Regions from separate parts of the Mus musculus genome. Here region 1 is linked to region 2. A link is a contact called in public targeted proximity ligation data. All regions are on one chromosome and are shown on one strand. The core of a region is the stretch at or near the end of the contact, and the rest is flanking DNA. Distances in the headings are between cores, read along the strand shown.

Evidence for each region.
Region 1: a targeted proximity ligation map of pancreatic cancer cells shows a contact between it and region 2. A contact is called at or near these places in 1 of 39 promoter capture datasets (hippocampal neurons) and 3 of 130 datasets of targeted methods (bone marrow-derived macrophages, pancreatic cancer cells and vascular smooth muscle cells).

The regions. Positions count from the first base shown.
Region 1 is chr19:37,513,406-37,518,080 of GRCm38.p6, forward strand. No RefSeq gene overlaps it. Among named protein-coding and RNA genes, the nearest start is that of Gm32294, 22 kb to the left of the region's middle.
Region 2 is chr19:38,035,972-38,041,422 of GRCm38.p6, forward strand. All of the region lies in intron 1 of Myof (myoferlin), which reads right to left. Among named protein-coding and RNA genes, the nearest start is that of Myof, 4.9 kb to the right of the region's middle.

The DNA of each region.
Region 1 (4,675 bases), core at 341-2,840, 520 kb before region 2:
CCCCTTTAGGGACAAGCCTTTATCAGCGGAGGTCTTTGTAGTAAGCTCCACCTCTTAAAAGTCCATAGCATGCCCCAGTAACATTGCTCTGTTGTTTCATTTGTGTTGCTGTGATAAAACACTCTGACCAAAACCAACTTGGGTAGCAAAGTGTTAATTTGGCTTCTAGTTTGAGGTCACAGTCCACTACTGAAGGATGACAGGGCAGGAACAAGAAGTGTTTTACTGTTTCACACAGCAAAATCTATGATCTGAGAACTCACATCCAAGTAGGTACATCAGAAACCATGTAAGAATGGTGCTTGGTGGTCTGCTCAGGCATTGGCTCAGCCAGCTTCCTTATACAGCCCAGGACCACCTACCTAGGGAATGGTACTGCCTACAGTGGGCTGGGACTTTCTGCATCAACTGACGATCAAGACAACCCCCTCACTCAACAGACCAATCTGCTCTGTGCAATCCTTCAGTTGAGACTTTCTTCTCAGGGGATGCTAGGTTATATTAAGTTGACAGTTAAAGCTAACTAGGATACCTGGCCATCAAACTTTTAAAGTCTTTGGGGGATCCTACTCGTATTTAGGCCAATGTATCCATTAATGACAGTAAAAATCGTCTCAATACTTGTAAGGAAGATCTATACTTTAAAACATATATTAAATTGATAATTGTCTATTCTCTCTGTCCATGCATTTAAAAAAATCATTGAATGCATTCATTACCTGGGCCATTGAGATAGCTCAGTGAGTAAAAGTGCATGCTGTACAAGCTTAAAGACACAAGTTCAAATCCCACATCCTGTGGTAGAGGAATTAAACTGACTTCTGACTTCTGCATGAACACCATGGCACCTGCAAGCCAGAACACACACACACACACACACACACACACACACACACACACACACACACACACACACAGATGCACAGAGGCACACTGATAAATAAAATTAAAAATAAATTTAATGAATATGTACTATAGGCCATACATGGGATTAGGCTCTGGGCATACCAAGATGAATTGAAGCTTATGATGTCTGAGGATTATTCTAGAAGGTTTTACAAAGTCCTCTCATTCAGCTATTGTGCAGGTGGAACAGCAGTTTAGTGGGGTGATAATGAGAGAAAGCATTGTAAAACGGAGGCATTTCAGAGTTTACTTAATATAGCATTTACAGACAGTCCTGAGTAAAATCTTACAGAAAAGGTGCGAGTCCACTTAAGAGTGATAGGAAGTGAAACGCACTTCCCCCAAATCTTATTCATAAGGCTTTTTAAATTAAACAATTAGCATTTGTTTGTTTGTTTTACTTTTTAAAAGAAGGTCTCATTCTGTCACCCAGGTTGACCTCCTGAACGCTGGAATTACAGGTGTGCACCACTAACTAGGCTTGGCACTGAGCCTAGAATTTATATTTTCCATCTCTGCTGCTTCTGCCCTCTGTGACCAGTCCAGGCCGCGAGGATTTTTCTCATATCACTGCACAACTGCCTTTCATTTCCGCCCAGAAGCAACCCCAGCACACCAGAGCCCCATGGAGTGAAACACTGCGTCTTACTTGTGAGCCAGGGCTCCAGCAGAGCAGAAAGCATGACTAACATCTTCTCCACCGCTACATTTAGTAAAACTATATGCAGAATCTACACTGTAACCAAGTAGGGGGTGTGGCATCCTTCTATCCTAAGATACTTTTAAATAGGTTTCCCCTTCTTCCTCTCTCATGGTGACCACACAAGCCTGGCACCTACCCAGGATGCATTTTAAATCAGTGAGTCATTAGGCTATGTTAGGAGGGCTAACCTTATGCAAAGCTGCTCCCGCCAACGAAACAGAAAGGCTTCCAGGACCACTATTCATTTCAAGGAGAGAGTAAACACTTTAGCCAGGGCAGTGCCCTAGTTCAGCAGATTTTTCTTTATGTCCGAGTGCAGTGTGCTGGCAATGAAGAGCAATTGAGAAGTCATAACCAAGAAGATGATTGTGCAGGGCCCTCAGGGTCCCCTGTAAAGTTCTGCTGGTGACCTGAGAGTCACTGCTTGACCACATAGCCAAATATTTGTATTAGGTGTTCCTGTGTTTAACACACTAATTAGAAAGATGGCATTCTTTGACTGCCCGCCCCCCCCAAATCATTTGACTCCTAATCTCTTTCTAGAAACGGCTGCTGGATAAATGGGACTAAGAGTGTGCTTTCTGAAGAGAGACTTTACTGTGTTGCAATAAATCCAGGGGCTGGGGACATTAATGCACCTGAAGTGCTCTTAATGTGTGGGGATCATCCTTCAGGCCCTGTTGCAGAGAACTTTACCTTGAGGGTCATAAATCCTTTGATAAATGACCCTAATGGGAAAAGCTTCATCAAAGGAAACATGGACTCTAAACATAGGTAAATGTATTGGCCAGAATGGAGGCTTCAAGACAGGTGGGGAGACCTTGACACTGTGGGGGATAAACTCACAGCATTTATTTCTGGTGAGGCTGAACGACTGGCTCTGAGAGGTGGTATCCAGGGGAAAATAAGACACCAGTGGGACTCCCCCCTCCCAGGCCCTAAAGCAATGCATTTCTCTTTCTCTTTTCCGTTTATAATCCAGGATGTGGTAGGGACTGCAGGAATAGAAAGCTCCTATCAAAGTGAGTTCTGAGGGCTGGTGAGGAAACTCGGTTTGTAAAGGACTTTCATTGCATGCACAAAGCTGGGATTTTGATTCCCAGTACCGTGTAAACTGGCCATGGTAGCCCGTAATCCAAGCAGATGGGGCAGAAGGAAGATCAGGAGCTTAAATCATCCTTGGCTATACAGTGAGTTTGAGGCCAGCTTGGGCTACATGAGACGGCATAGTCTGAGCCAAGTACAGTCTGAGAACTCCATCGTGGTAATACCAAGAAATTGAAATAAAACAAACACTTTCTAGCGCTACCAAATCCTACCCGGATCTTTGGTAGTGACGACTGAGGCAGGGGAGTGAGTGGGCTCAGAAACTGTATTTTATTTTTAAAATATTATCTAGAACTTAAAAATATTTATTATAATTCATTTCATTTAAAAGTATTATGTACTGTGTTTTAAAATAGTAACAATAAGATTATTACATGTTAACACAGATATAAATAAAATAGATAATAATATAATATAAAATAGATATATTTTCCAAAATAACAATTTGTGAGAATAATGCTTTTTATATGTTTTTGCTAGTATCTTTAGTATCCATCCTAACAGACAACAGGTGGCCCCTCTTGTTGGCACTGCATTGAACCGTTGGTGATAGGCTGTTTTGGTAGGAAGTCCACTCCCAGACAAATACAAAGTTAGAAAAAAATGGATTTTTTTTTAGATCTATCTGTCTATCTATCTATCTATCTATCTATCTATCTATCTATCTACCTACCTATCTATTTTTATGTGCATCAATGTTTTGCTTGTACGTATGTCTATGTGAGCTGTATAAGATAGCCTGGAACTGGAGCTACAGACAGTTGTGAGCTGCCATGTGGGTGCTGGGAATTGAACTCGGATCCTCTGGAAGACCGGATAGTGCCCCTAACCACTGAGCCATTTCTCCAGCCCAAAGAATGTAGTGTTAATGGCATTTTCAGGCTGTTGTGATCTGGGTGGGGGGGAGGACATTTTTATCAAAGTTGGGTAATAGCAGCTTCAGATGGGACAACGGCATTGTGGGACCTGAAATCATAGCACTGGAATGATTCTAATACCCCATTAAAATGTATGCACTTTCCCGAAATCTATATTTTTAGGACTGGCTACTTATTACAGCACTTACATAGAGCAGGGCTGCTTAAACTTTTTCCAAGTGTCCAGTGGAAGGGATGGATGGTTACTAAGTATTGAAGCCACCATGGACTTCCTGGGGTGACAGGAGTGGCTCATCTCAGTTCTCCATTGTCTGCCTTCTTTTGCAATCTACCTTTTCAGCTTTCTCCCATACCTCATCTCTGCCTCCAGTATCTTCTCTCCTTGGCTTTCATAATTAGATGCTATTCCTGTCCAATCACGGCCCCTCCCACTCCTTTCTGTTGCTACATATTCTTTCCCCTGGCTTTAACTGTGTCTCTTCCACGGTTTGGACCTTGGACTAATTTCTTTATTTTCTGCCTGGTTTTGCCTGAAACACTGTCACAGTATCAACCTTCACCTTCAGGCTGATAACCCTGCAATCCATATCTCTAGCCCTGACCTCTCGCCTAAGTTCCTGCCTCTTATCTCTGTCTGTCACCGCTGGAGAGTTCTGCCTGGATTTCCCACCACCACACACCCAGAGCTGGCTTCGAAGACTCCTGCCTATGAGGAAGGTGTGTGTGTGTGCCCTGTGCATGTAAGAAAATAGAGCAGCACACCAAACGCCAAGACTCAGAGAGTCCGTGCATGTCTATGTGAGACTTACCCTTACTTCCACTGCAAACAGCAATGCCACATTGTAACTACCTACTAGGTGTCAGACACATCACATCACCGCCTCAATTAATCCTCAAGAAAATCTTGTACTATGGGAATTGTTTGCACTTTTACAGGACAGGAAACTGAGACATGAAGAAATTCAACAGCTTGCCCTATATTACACAAACTACTAAGTGGAGAGACGGTGACTGTCTTTCCCAAAGCTTGTGTGCCTTCCATCACATTCATGACTACCAAAATACTTTTTATTCACAGTTA
Region 2 (5,451 bases), core at 1,315-3,814:
TGGAGTTCCATTTCACAATGAAGCACAAGAAGTCCCATTAGCCTGCTAGGTGTGGTTTTCTCACTTATTTGGCTCAGTCAGGCTTCATTAGCTCCTCCCTTCTAAAGGTGGTCCTGAAGGAGCTGCCTCTGTTCTGGAGAGCAATTGACTCAATCAACAAACCCAGGTAATCCCCCAGACTCCTGTTGATGCCATTCTCAGAGAGGTTTTCCAGTAGGTTACCATGCATCACAACTCCCTAACCGGACTACCCTTGTTAATCTCACCACATACACCCACAACTCCACTATCCTTTGTGGTTATTATTTTTTTCTAAGATTTATTTAGATATGTGAGTACACTGTAGCTGTCTTCAGACACACCAAAAGAGGGCATCAGGTCCCATTACAGGTGGTTGTGAGCCACCACATGGTTGCTAGGAGTTGAACTCATGACCTCTGGAAGAGCAGTCAGTGCTCTTAACTGCTGAGTTATCTCTCCAGCCCCTTTGTGGTTGTTTCAAAGTCTGGAATAACTTCTTCCTCCATCCCTCCTTCCCCGCCCCCCCCCCCATCCCTCCCTTACTTTTTCCTTTCACAGGATCTCACTATGCAGCCCAGTCAGGCCTTAAACTTGTGATCCTCCTGTCTCAGCCTCCCAGGTGTTAGGATGACCCGAGTGTAAACTATGTCCACTACTTCCTCCTAATGATGTCTTCATGTATCCTTTAAGACCAACTTAAATATAAACACTTTCCTCTCAAAGCTTTCTGTTCTTCTGTTTACTCTTTTTGCTTGCTTGCTTGCTTGCTTGCTTGCTTTCTTGCTTGCTTGCTTGATTCAATTTTTGAGACAAGGTCTTCCTATATATGCCTGATCTGGAACTAGCTATGCAGACCAGGCTGGCCTTGAACTTGTGGCAATTCTCTTGCATCTGTTTCTCAGGTCTGGGATTACAGGCACATGCCACCAAACGTGGCCTCCTTTTACTCATAAATTGCAACTTTTCCCACGCTTCCAACGAGGTACTAGCTTGCATCTCATGCATCTCATTCTAGTGTCGGAGGCCTAGGAGAACAGCCGTGTTAGGTGTTTTCACCATGGCTCCTGACACTGGCAACTTATCAAACAGGAGAGGAAATTTAGAATTCCTATGTGCAAGGCCTTCTGCATTTCCACCTGATCCACAAGTCACCCTGCAAGGTAGGAGAGGCCATCCTATTTTGTGTTTCTGTTGCTGTGATAAAACACACCATGACCAGAAGCAACCTGAGGAGAGGAAAAACTGCATTTGTCTTACATGCTCTGTTCACAAATGATCATAAAGAGAAGCCAAGGCTAGACCCTGGAGATGAGAACTGAAGCAGAGACCATGAAGGGACAGCAATTACTGATTTGTTCATCATCCCTGCTTGGCTTGCTTCCTCATACAACTCAGGACCATCTGCCCTGAGATGGCACCACCCACAGTGGACCAGGCCCTCCCATATCAATCATTAATCAAGAAAATGCCCCCACAGCCTTGCCTGCAGGCCAATCTCATCCGAGTAACTCCTCAACTGAGGTTCCCTCTTCCCAGGTGACTCTAGTTTGTGTCAAGTTGAAAGAAACTAACCAGCACTGAGTATTACTTAGAACACCGAAACCGGAGATTTTATTTGCTCATAAGCAATTAGAAAACAAGAAATGGCAATTAGAATTCCTCAGGTATGGCTGGCTCTAAAGCCCAGGGCCTTTACTCTGTAATGGCCAATTAGAAGTCAGTTGATAAAGGCTTAAAGTGGCAGATGTCCCACAGCTGTTTTTTTTGAACGAAAACTGTGCTCAAAGTACAGCCCTGTTCAACAGAGCAGCTGTTCCACCGAAGCTTGCCGTGAGTAGGGAGACGGTTGTCATGCCACAGTGTTCTGGGTAGTATCTGTGTTATAGACCAGTACACGTTTCACATATGAATCTTCAGCAGGAAGGGCAGCGGCTTCATGTAGTTCTTTTCAAATAGAAGAATTCAAACACATCAATTTATCTGGATAACAGGAGCTACAAACCGGTTGTGTTCAGTTCAGTATCAGGAATGTGTGGAGCAGTTGTTCCTTTACCTAGATCCACCCACAGGGCACATGAAAGAATTCTAAGTGTAATCCTTCCTGAACAACGGAAGATGGGCCAATCACCGTGGCCCCTTTCAGGATTAACAGACAGAGGCTTTGTTATTCCAAGATGTCTCTAACCTCCTTCCATCTCTTTCAGTGGCCAATGCTGAAAAAGCATATTCAACATCCATCAATCTATCAGTTGTTGGAGAAGGCATAAATATGCCACTTGGACTGGTCTTAGGAACAGAGAGAAACCAGTGACCAGAAAAGAAGCCAGGGAAGTGCCAGTGTCCTGACTGAGAGCATATGGGTAAGCTATGTTGTGGAGGAGGGAAGGAAAAACAGGACAAGCTAATTAATTTCTAAAAGCAACTGTGGTTTTGTAGATGACTGAGAGCCAAAGAATGTGCCTTTGGGAAATGTACAGTCCCCAGGCTTCGGCAGGGTGGGGCCACCATCCTTCAACAGTTAGTCTCCAAGCCCTTTTCTCCCGGAAGTGAGGAGAATGACTCAGTAGATTAAACAGTTTTGCTTTCTGAAGTATTTGTCAATACAATACCATGGTTCTACTGAAGTACCCAAGTTTCATGACCATCATTACCTGTGAAGAACTGTCTAGACTCTACAACATACCCTAGGTAGATCAAGATTCTATATGGACAGCTTACCTCCATAGTCTACAATGAATGGACCCTGTGAGAGATTTCACCACTCCGAATGGAATCTCACAGCTTCTTAAAGCTTATCTAAAAGATTCTTTTAGAATTTACCTCTGGACAGTAGGGGTTGGCTCAGTGGGTAAGGTACTTGCTGAGCAAGGGCAAGGGCCTGAGTTCAAATCTCCAAAGCCTACAGAAAGTTGGGCACCGTATGACCCTATAATTCCAACTCTCTTACAGAAGAGATAAGAGAATCCCCCAGAAACTTGTGGGCCATCTACAAACAAGAGACCTGCCTCAAACAAGGTGGAAGATGAGAAGTGTCATTCAAGGCTGATCTTAGACTCCATTCATGCACCACTGGTGTGGACATTGTACACACATACACACATCACACACAAACAGATACATACACAAAAAGAAAAAGGAAGGAAGGAAGGAAGGAAGGAAGGAAGGAAGGAAGGAAGGAAATGCCTCAAGATTTTGAATGTTTCTCACACAAGGAAATACAAAATCTTGAGGTGGTAATTAAGCCAAATTGCCTTGATCTGATCATCACACACACACACACACACACACACACACACTCACACTCACACTTACTATGTTCCCTAAGATGGTTTTGAATGGAAGCTTGGGTGCAAAGTGACCCTATCACAAGGACAGGATAGGAAACCTGCTGTTGTGGCCGCCATGTTTCCCTGGAAAGGGATGATCCTATGAATAAAACACTGCTATGAATAAAACACGCCAGCGTATGAGTATACAAGAAAGGTTTCTCTCTATTAACCTTTTCAAAAGACTCTTTTCATACAAAAGCAAGGGATGAAACAGAGGGGAAAAGGAAAGTATATGGTAATATCCAGCTAGCAAAATGACCTTTAAAGGGCTACAGGCCAACAAACAAACTAAAAAATCCCCACAGCACCAACCCTTCAGAAGCGCACATGCTCACAAGGCTGGAGCAACTTGTCTGCCTACAGCAAGAGGATGTAAGAGATTCAAACCTAATTGTTCAGACTAACACATCAGGCGTGATGGCAAGTCCCAGCATTCAGGATAAGGAGAACTGGAGAACGAGGAAGATCAGAGGTTCAAACTCATCCTCAGATAGCTCTGGACTTGACGATCATCCTGGGCTACATGAGCCCCTGCCTCAATTAAATTGATTGGATCAGTGGTCCCTAGGAAGACTGCAAACACAGCAGGAAGAGTTGTCATTTTTCAGTTGTTTAATCCCTTTTATGCTTTGGTTTACTTTATTTGACCGTCATTCAAAGAATTAAGATCTGATATTAACAAAAATTAAACAAAATTTAATTGTTTTCTTTTATTGTTTGTGTTTGTGTCTCTCTGTATGTATGTATGCATGCATGTATGTATGTATGCATGTATGTGAGTGTGTTGGGGGGTGGTTAGGGGACAAGTTACAGAAGCATGTTCTCTCTCCCCATGGGGGTTCCAGGGACTGAACTCAGACAACCAGGCTTGGCAGCGAGTGTTTTTAACCATCGACCCTCTCGCTATCCCACAGTTAGAATGTCTAAATGCTTATGTCTGGGAGTTGAGAGGTCTCAGAGGCTTGTATATTTAATCCCTGTTGGGCCCAGCTGCACACGCTAGCTGTCTACAAGGAGCTTGAGGCAGATAGCTACCTGTAGTTCTCAGCAGGCTGGCTTAAAATTTAGAACTGGTTCGTGGAACCCAAGACGGAAAAGACATAAGCTCTGCTGCCTTCATAATCCACTCCTGCACACCTTCATTTCCACAAAAGAAGCACAACCAGCCCTTCTGGTTCACCCGAGGCCCGGAGCAACAACTCCACAGCCAGCCGAAGGCTATACAAAGGCCTGAGATCTGCTCCAATGCAGTTAGTTGGTGACTAGTACGTTTGCTCCCAGATGCAGTGTAATTGCAGGCTAGCAGGGTCTCTGCTGGGAGTCAGAGATGTGGTACTCAAAGTCCCAGCAGTGAAAGACTTGGTCTCCAGCCTACCATGAACAGGCAGTGGAACCTTTAAGAGCTGGGGACTTGTAGGAGGAGTTAAGTCATTGGGGTGTGCCTTTGTCCCCTCCCTCTTTTCCTGGCCATGTACAAGACTGCTCTGCCATACACTCCTACCAGATGGTAGTCCTAACCTTTCCTCCCCGAGAGGCTGAAAAGCAATAGATCTGCTCACTTGTGGACTGAACCTCTAAAGCCCTGGGCCAAAAGCCATGTTCTCTGTTCTCGGTGATTATCTCCATCCTTGTCACAGAAATGGAAAGCTGATGGACAGACAGGACCTCACAGTATCCATGCGAGCATCATCACCCCCATTTCTCCCTTCAGTTGGCCATGCTTCCTGTCATTCCAGGAGGTGGGCTGAGCTCTTTTCCACCCTTGTTCATTTATGAACATTGATGCCACGACATGAGATCCTTAGTTCTATCAGGACTTAATTCAACTTAATTTTACATAGCTCTCAAAATTGGGCACTGGAAGGAATTGATGTATCCAGGGTTTTCAGACTGCTGGGGAGGAAAGGAAGGCAGGAAAAGAAATCATGGCCATGACTGCCTGTCCCATACCTGTCAAGACCATGGCTTTCAGACCTCACAAATGATCAAAGTCTGGTATTAGAAAGTTGAAGCACCTTGAAACTAGAAAGCCAGTGTCCTGCTACTTGCCATGGCTAAGGAAGCTGAGACCTGAATGGTTAGAGCTGGGATATCCAAGGTT